Regions from separate parts of the Mus musculus genome. Here region 2 is linked to region 1. The links are chromatin contacts, called in public promoter capture Hi-C maps. All regions are on one chromosome and are shown on one strand. Each heading gives the region's core, a stretch centred on a gene start, on an enhancer-like site or on the middle of the called end of the contact. The rest is flanking DNA. Distances are from core to core; before and after follow the strand shown.

Evidence for each region. Capture Hi-C pulls out chosen DNA fragments and counts their contacts.
Region 2: a contact with region 1 is called in a promoter capture Hi-C map of adipose tissue. The contact joins two enhancer-like sites. A contact is called at or near these places in 5 of 484 Hi-C or Micro-C datasets (CD4 T cells, the CH12 cell line, bone marrow-derived dendritic cells and 2 more) and 2 of 9 other capture datasets (adipose tissue and liver).

The regions. Positions count from the first base shown.
Region 1 is chr10:75,168,761-75,172,924 of GRCm38.p6, reverse strand. All of the region lies in intron 16 of Bcr (BCR activator of RhoGEF and GTPase), which reads right to left. Among named protein-coding and RNA genes, the nearest start is that of Specc1l, 41 kb to the left of the region's middle. Within about 2 kb of position 2,279, at least 154 of the 459 cell types and tissues checked have an H3K27ac peak or open chromatin away from gene starts, as enhancers often do. A contact at or near this core is called in adipose tissue, where this site is marked.
Region 2 is chr10:75,372,404-75,376,567 of GRCm38.p6, reverse strand. No RefSeq gene overlaps it. Among named protein-coding and RNA genes, the nearest start is that of Gm40694, 26 kb to the left of the region's middle. Within about 2 kb of position 2,292, at least 28 of the 459 cell types and tissues checked have an H3K27ac peak or open chromatin away from gene starts, as enhancers often do. A contact at or near this core is called in adipose tissue, where this site is marked.

The DNA of each region.
Region 1 (4,164 bases), core at 1,030-3,529:
ACCATAATTAAAGTGGAAGCAAGCCAAACGGACAGAACCGCCCCCTCCCCCAAAACAAAACAAAACAAAAAACCGTGGGCCGTGACAGGATAATTTTATTTAGCTACTAAGGATAATAATACTAATGAAATAATAATAAAAAAGATAACCTTTAAAAATAATAGTCATCTGGACAGTGATGGTGCACACTCTTTTTTAATATTTATTTATTTTATGTACATGAGTACACTGTAGCTGTCTTTAGACACACTAGTAGAGGGCATCAGATCCCATTACAGATGGTTGTGAGCCACCATGTGGTAGCTGGGAATTGAACTTAGGACCTCTGGAAGAGTAGACAGTGTTCTTTTTCTTTCTTTCTTTCTTTCTTTTTGTTTTTTGGTTTTTTGAGAAAGGGTTTAGTCAGTGCTCTTAACCACTGACCCATCTCTCCAGCCCCAATGGTGCACACCTTTAATCCCAGCACTTGGAAGACAGAGGTAGGTGAATCCCTCTGAGTTTGAGGCCAGCCTGGTCTACAAAGTGAGTTCCAGGCCAGCCAGGGTTATACAGAGAAACCCTGTCTCAAAACAAAACAAAACAAAACAAAACAAAACAAAACAAAACAAAACAAAACAAAACAAAACAAAACATCCCCTACCCCACCCTCAAAGAAGAATCCAGAAAACCCAGAAAATACAGGAGACTACCTCTGGCATGATTCTGTTGATACAAAATGTGGAGAATGGACACATCTCTAAGACAGAAGCTATTATCACCCAGATGGCTGTGTGGGAACCTGAGACATAACCCAAACAGGAGGATGGTACAAGAGGAAAAAAAATGGGACAAGATGAGATTCTACAACTCAGTATAATGTTAATCCCCAGGAAAGAACAGGGCTACGAGAATTTGGCAGCCTAGAAAGTTTATGAATGGAAAGGAGAGAAGAGGGCATGGGAAATCTCTAATGGGTACAAGGCTCCAAGAGACCTAGGTTTACCGAGTATGTTGGTCTCCTTTGCAGAGTGGCCCTAGCTGAGGATGGTGCTTTCAGGATCCTGGCCCGGTCTTGACCATATGCAGTCAGGCTGCTGAATGGCTTCCTCTCAGTTCAAGCATCCCTGAATCCTGGCTAACTGCCGGCCTTGGGGTATGACCTGAAGATATACCTCGTGTTCCTTCATGTGAAGGTCTCCCTGTGCCCAAACTTGGCCCCTTCATCAGCGATATCTGAGGATGCCAGTGTGACCTTGCAGCATGATGACCCTGGCTTTTGGCACATCTGTAGTATCTTAAAGCCTGGGATAAAATGTCTTCATGTTATGGCACTCTTGGATCCTGGCACATAGGTTCTTCCTTATGAGGGCAACACAACAGGCTCTGGTGTATGATGGTTTGGTTTGCTTGGATGACCTATAGAAGCTTGGAAAGGACCAAGGTGCTGTGTACGAACTGCACGAGGGCTCATAGTCTTCTTGCTGGTGACTCTCTGAACAGTTGTCACCTTCCAGGTCAGCGCCATCACATCCCTTTCTGGCGTGTGGATTTAACGTGTCCTGGGTTCAGAAAGAGGGAACACTCTACTCTTTCTCTTGTGGAACCTCCGTTCTTCAGGAAGAGAAATGGGGACCGGATAAGTCAAGGTCATATAAAGAGTAAGGGCAGAATCCAAAAACTTGGGCTGTGGTTCTTGGACTAAGTATTCATTAATACCATTTATAGAGCAGAGAAGCGTACCGACTCAGGATCTTAACCTCAGAAGAGTCTGGCACTCTCAGTCTGAGGATGTGCGTGAATACTACCATCAGAGCCTCAGTGTCCATTCTGGCCCTTCTCTTGGGCCCTGCTGTTCTGCCTGAGTCTGGACTTCCACCTGTCTTCCCTCTGGTATTGAGGACTGCATCTTCTCTATCTCAGCATGCAGCTTTACCTCACAGGACGTCTCTCCACTTAGTTTCTGAGCCAGGGTTGCCATTCCTCACCAACTCCCAGCAGCAGGAAATAGACAGCTAGGCACCTATCCACAACGACACGCATGGAAGGTGTCGACATCATCGGGAAAGCCTGGCTCAGCCCTGGTTAAGCCGCAGATGGCTTTCTCAGCTATACCTAACCCATAAACAGTATCCACAGGTGAGAAGAAGCAAGAGGCGGGAGAACGGAGCCAGGCTGAGTGTCAGGCCGTAACACTGCCCCTCCTCCTGCTTCCTTCCTCCAGGGATCACACGGACAAGCCCTTGTTGCTGGGAGACAGGCCAGTCACTGTGTAGGCGAGTGTGAGTCATCTAGACCATTTTCAAGTGCTTGGGTTCCTTCCTGTGTAAAGAAGTTCCCGAGGCCAATCATCTCTCAGACCACGGTGATGACTGGGGGCTGGAGCAGGGGCCGACAGTCTCCAGTGCCTCTTCACTGACAATGATGGTGACAAAATAGTAACAGTAATAATAGCACCAAATGCTGACCAGGTCTGGGTGACACGTCACCAAGCTGCAGACGGATGTGTCTCTTGCTCCATCTGATATACGAGGACACATTGCTGGAAGGGTGAGGGGCTATGACTCACTTGGGTCACACAGGGCACAGCAGGGCTGGTGGGTGGACAGAGACTATCCTCTTTACTACCAGACTAGCCAGACTCTGAGCTTTGATCAACATGGCTTCACCCCTGCGCAAAAGCCCAATCTGAGTAAGAATTCTGTTCAATCAATTTTTCTAAGAACATATACTCTGTGTGTGTGTGTGTGTGTGTGTGTGTGTGTGTGTGTGTGTGTGTGTGTGTGTGTAGTGTATACGTGGGTATGCTGTATTTGGTGTGCGTGTATGTATACGTGTTTGAGGACACCAAGGCCGACCTCAGGAGTCATCTCTCAGATGCTATCTACCTTGTTTTTGTTGAGTCAGTTAGGGTCTCTCCCTGACTGGAACTTGTCAAGTAAGGTAGACTGGCTGGCCAGAGAACCCTAGGGATCTGTCTGCCTCAGTTTCCCCAGTGCTGGGATTGCATGTGGTTCATCACACTGGGCTCCTCTACTCCTGCCCCACACTTTTTTTTTTTAATGTGGATTCTGGAATTATCATTCAAGCCTCCATATCAACTAAGCTATCTCTCTATCTCCATCATCATCACCATCACCATCACCATCATCATCAGCGTTTATTATTATTATTATTATTATTTTGACAGTGCCTCACAGAGCCCAGGCTGGTCTCAAATAATTCACTATGTGGTTGTGACTAGCTGTGGATTTTTTATCTGTCTCTACCTCCAAAGTGCTGGATTACAGGTTTGCCCCCACCCCCATCTTTGACGTGTAGCTGGGTTCTTTGTCTCCAGGTAATGTCTGTTTACCTGACCTTCCTTCAGAAGAAAAATCCCATTGGGCTGGTCTAGCCAGAATCCTCCTCACTCCTGGCATTTCCTCTTAGTAATCTCCACTCACTGACCCTTACCCTGCTCCTTGGCTGTAAATTTCCATTTGCCTGCGCCTTACCTGGAGTGGAGCCCTGTCTATGCAACGGTGTCTCTTCCCTCTGGGAGGTATCCCTGAGTATATCTGTCTTTGCTACCTTCACTGCTTTCTGGCACTGGAAATTCTCTTCTCTTTGCTAGGCTGGCACAGGGTGCCTGAGTGCCTTGACGGAAAAGCAAAAGCACGAGGAGACATTTGTTCACAAGGCGGCATCGGAGCAAGGGGGTTTCAAAGAAGTTTGGTTTGATAAGCTAGCTTTGTTCACTTCCCACCGAGACCCCTAGCTATCTAGTGGTAGGACTTAGAGGCCCTGGTTCAAATCCAACCATTCACAAGAGTCGAGGAGAAAATTCAAGGCATTTAAGCCAACAACTGCTGGGACCTGAATTTCTCTTTGCTAACTTGATAAACCCATAAAGGGGCCAGGCACCCAGTCTGTTGGCATTCTTGGGATCACCTTTGTATAGAAGTTAGCCCTGATTCTTCCTCCAGCCCCATGCTCTCAGAAATAAGACTCAGACTCAAAAATATATTTACCTTGGCCTCATTGGATGTGACTTAAGATATCCCATTTTTCCTAACCTATGTGTTGCCACACAGCTGGTTTCCTGTGCTCAGGTTCCATGCATCTAGCTCATCGCATCTTGCTGGAGAATCTCCTTCGCTCCCAGAGCTCTCTCTCCTCTTGATGTTCCACCTTCTATGTCCTGTC
Region 2 (4,164 bases), core at 1,043-3,542, 200 kb before region 1:
CAATCGCAAGGATCAAAGAGACGTGAACTTGACTCGTTGACAGGGACGATGATGTAGTAATGATCGCAGGTTATTTCGGAATTTAGAGTCTCATGTCTCTGTCCTTAGACCGCTCTCTGCCTTCCTTTTGGTGGGTATAGGAAAGAAATATGGAGGGCTACGGGTGCGGCAGACCAGAGTTTGGTTAGCTAAGGCAGGAATAGCATAGCCTGGGCTACACGGGAAGAGTGTTTTGGGGAATGGGGAGGAATGAGTGCCAACCTAGAAGTGTACTTTAGTGACAGAGTACTTGTCTGGGTCCAATCTCCAGGGATAAGCACGTGCACACGTGCAAACAGACACACCCCCTCCTCGAAGACAGCATATATATTTAATGACACCACTAAAAGTTTTTACCATACCCCAAGTTTCATCTGCTGACGTAACTTCCACTACTGAAGCTAAAATGGGGGGAAAAAAACCCTGTTATTTGTCTATAGTTCTAGCATCTTTTGAGTCTTCTTAGATCACTTTTTACAAAGTTGAGCTCAAAATATCTTTCCATTTCTGGGATAGTCAAGAAACTGAGGCAGGATGACCATAATTTCAAGATCGACCTGGGACACAGAGCATTCAAGGTAACCTGAGTGTCTCAGTTGGACGCTGTCTTTAAGAGAACAGATATCCTTTTAAAAGTCAGTCTTAGTTTCTTTTCTTGCGGCTGTGATAAAATACCCTAAAAAACTTAGGGGAGTGTCTTGGTCAGGGTTTCTATTCCTGCACAAAACATCACAATCAAGAAGCAAGTTGAGGAGGAAAGGGTTTATTCAGCTTACACGTCTACATTGCACACTTCTTTTTAATTAATTACATCCCAAATGTTGCCCCGCTTCCTGCTCCCCCTCACAGAGTTCCTATCCCCCCTCCCATTCTGCCTCCCTTTGCCTCTGAGAGGTGCTCCTCCCTTATCCCCCGACCCTGGTACATCAAGTCTTTACAGAATTAGGTGCGTCCTCTCCCACCGAGGTCAGATGTGGCAGCCCTCTGCTACACATGTGTATGTGGTGGTGGGTGGAGGCTCGGACCAGCCCGTGTATGGTTTTTGGTTGGTGGCTCAGTCTCTGGGAGCTCCCAGGGGTCCAGGTTACTTGACACTGTTAGTCTTCTTGTGGGGTTACCATTTCCTTGAGGGCCTTCAGTGCCTCCCCTAACTCTTCCACAGGGGTCCCTGACCTCCACCCAAAGTTTGACTGTGGGTATCTGCATCTGTCTCAGTCAGCTGAGCCTCTCAGAGGCTGCTATGCTAGGCTGTCCCAGGCAGCTCACCCTTCATTGCTATTCTACCAAGGATGGGTAACCGTAACCACATTCCTATTCCATTTCTATAGGACAGTTTTTTTTTAACATTTCATATCGTTGAAATCATGTGCTATTTATCTCGCTGTGACTGGCATAGTTCACTAACATACTAACCTACCTTTCTATTCATGTGTCAAACCCGGGAGGGGGTCTGTCCTTTTATAACTTCATAGTATTCCATTATGCATATAAAAAGTGTTTTCTTTATCCATCCACAAGTTGGTCCAAATTCACGTTTCCAGTTTTTAATTTTTATAATAAGCATGAGAATAAAGTTGTGTCTTGATAATGATTTCATTTCCTTGAGATATACGCTTGCTAGGTTCTACAATAATCCTGTTCTAATTAATGATTGTACTAATTACCAGTCCTGTTATCCATGTGTAAAAGTTCTTTTTTTCTCCACCAGCTCTTCTAATCCTTAACTATCCTTTAAAAAATATTTATTTTATTTTAATCTTAACCCTTTGGGTAAGAGCCATTCTGACTGGGTTAAGGTGATACACACTCTTTGACTGGCACCTTGCTGATAATTATTGATGCTTGAATGTTTTACATACCTGTTAGTCATTTGTACCTTTTGTTTCTTTTTTAAAGAAACCCTTATTTCCCATTTCCACTGGGTTTGTTTGTATTTTGATCTGGGATGTTTGTTTGTTTGCTATTCAGTTGTTTTCTATGTTGGAGAAGTTGTTTAGCTGTTGATGTATATTATAGAATTTCAGTGTCCACCTTTGATGTCATGGGTAGGATGTGTGTGTGTGTGTGTGTGTGTGTGTGTGTGTGTGTGTGTGTCTGTGCGCCTTTAATCCATGAAGCACCTAATTCCCAAAATGGAGTTATGAGAACGGGAAAGATTATTGAAGGAAGGTTCTGGCAAGGACAGGGCTCTGGGGAGCAGAAGGAGAAAGAAGAGGTAGGGATCTCACTGTGAACAGACCAGGAAGTGTCACTGGGTGAGACAAGGACATATGGAGAGTTGAGAGGCAAACTCCGCCATACCCTCGGCCCACTTGAGAGTCTCACCCAGGCAAACAGACACGCGTGCTCCTCTGGGTCTGTGTATTTCTACAGCTGCGACTCAAGGGCTGCTTTATCTTCTCTCCGAGTGTTTCCTTGGCGCGAAGCCAATGGGAGTCCAGGCTCTGGAAGAGTCTCAACGGAGCAGATGGGCCAGCGGCAGCCAGCAAGCTTGTTGCCTTTGGCTGAGAGCACCATCCTGGAAGTGGATGTCTTGTGAGCGAGCCTCAGCAGGCTCGGCCTGAGTCAGGCAGCTTGCTTCTAGAAGTTTCCCTGTCTTCTCTTCGTTTTTCTGGCTTGTTGAGAACTTAGTGCTTTCGGTCCCTTGGAGTATTCACAAGGGCACAGCGCACAGGCTCAGGGAGCCCGGGTTCTGCTTGCTTTATAGTTATTTCCCCTGGATCCTTCTCCCTTGTGGCCAAACTGTCCTTCCTTGGGCCACAGCGTTGCCCACTATAAGGCTGTTTATAACAAATTACGTAATCTCATTGGATTCTTTCCACAGTCTCCTCTGATGTGTGTGCCGTTACTGTCTGACTTTACATGTAAGGAAGTAGAAGACTAGAATTCTGTGTTTTTAATTCTTTGATAATTTCATATATGTCTTCAATGTGTCTTGATCATATCCACCTCCAAGTTCTCTATCTAGTTCCGACCTTCATGCCTGGTGAACCCCATTAAATGTTGTTTATATGTTCCTGTGTGCAAGGGTGTAGGACAACTCCTAGAGCACAGGCAAGGTACCAGAGGACATGCCCCCAAGCAAAGTTATTTCCACTCCCCCAGCAGACATTATCTGTCAGTAACTCCTCAGCTAGGGTTGGACCTCAAGAACTCCCCTCCCATCCAGGTTGGAACATCGGTTGGCTTGGTCTTACTTGTATTACATTGATTTGTAATGTTTGGTATGCACCTGCCTTGACACAAATATGAAAGTCTGAAGACAACTGGTTGAAGTCAGTTCTCTTCTATGCCATGTGGGTTGGGGTGGGAGTGGAGGTATAAAACTCAGGTCATCAGAATTGGCAGCAAGCATCGTTACCCACTGAGCCATTTTGCCAGCCCAGCCTGAGCTCAGGCTAACTTCAAACTCATAATCCTCCTGCCTCTACCTCTTCAACATACCCTTCCAGTATGTGCTAGGATTGGCTTACTTGTAGGTTTTACAACCCACATGTAGACAAGCATGGCTGCCGGGTTTGCAAAGCAACAGCTGTGCCATATCCCAAGGACAGCCTATCACAGCCTTTCCCTTCCACATCCGTTGGCTCTGACATTTGTAACGTGATGTTTCCTGAACCTTGAGGGCCTTGACACAGATGTCACATTTAGGGACGAGCACTCAACAGTCGTTTGTTTTCAGGACTTTGACCAGTTGTGACTCTCTGTATTAACTATTGAACATGGGCTGGAGAAATGGCTCAGGGCTTAAGAGCACTGACTGCTCTTCCAGAGGTCCTGAGTTCAATTCCCAGCAACCAACATGGTGGCTCACAACCATCTGTAATGGGGATCTGATGCCCTCTTCTGGTGTGTCTGAAAACAGCTACATTGTACTCATACATAAAATAGATAAAAATAAATCAATTATTGAACACTGGGGGCTGGGGAGGGGAAGCCTATCTAACAGCATAGGGCCTATGACCTTCCCAGCTATAAGCTTCTGGCCCTGTTTATGGTTCCAGACTCACGTGGTGCGAGCCTCAGATCGAAGCAGAGAGTGGTTAGTTATCCCCATAACAATCTTACATCAATGGGTTTACCTTGTCTGCAGGTTGGTACTTCAGCATGAAAACTTTACAACTG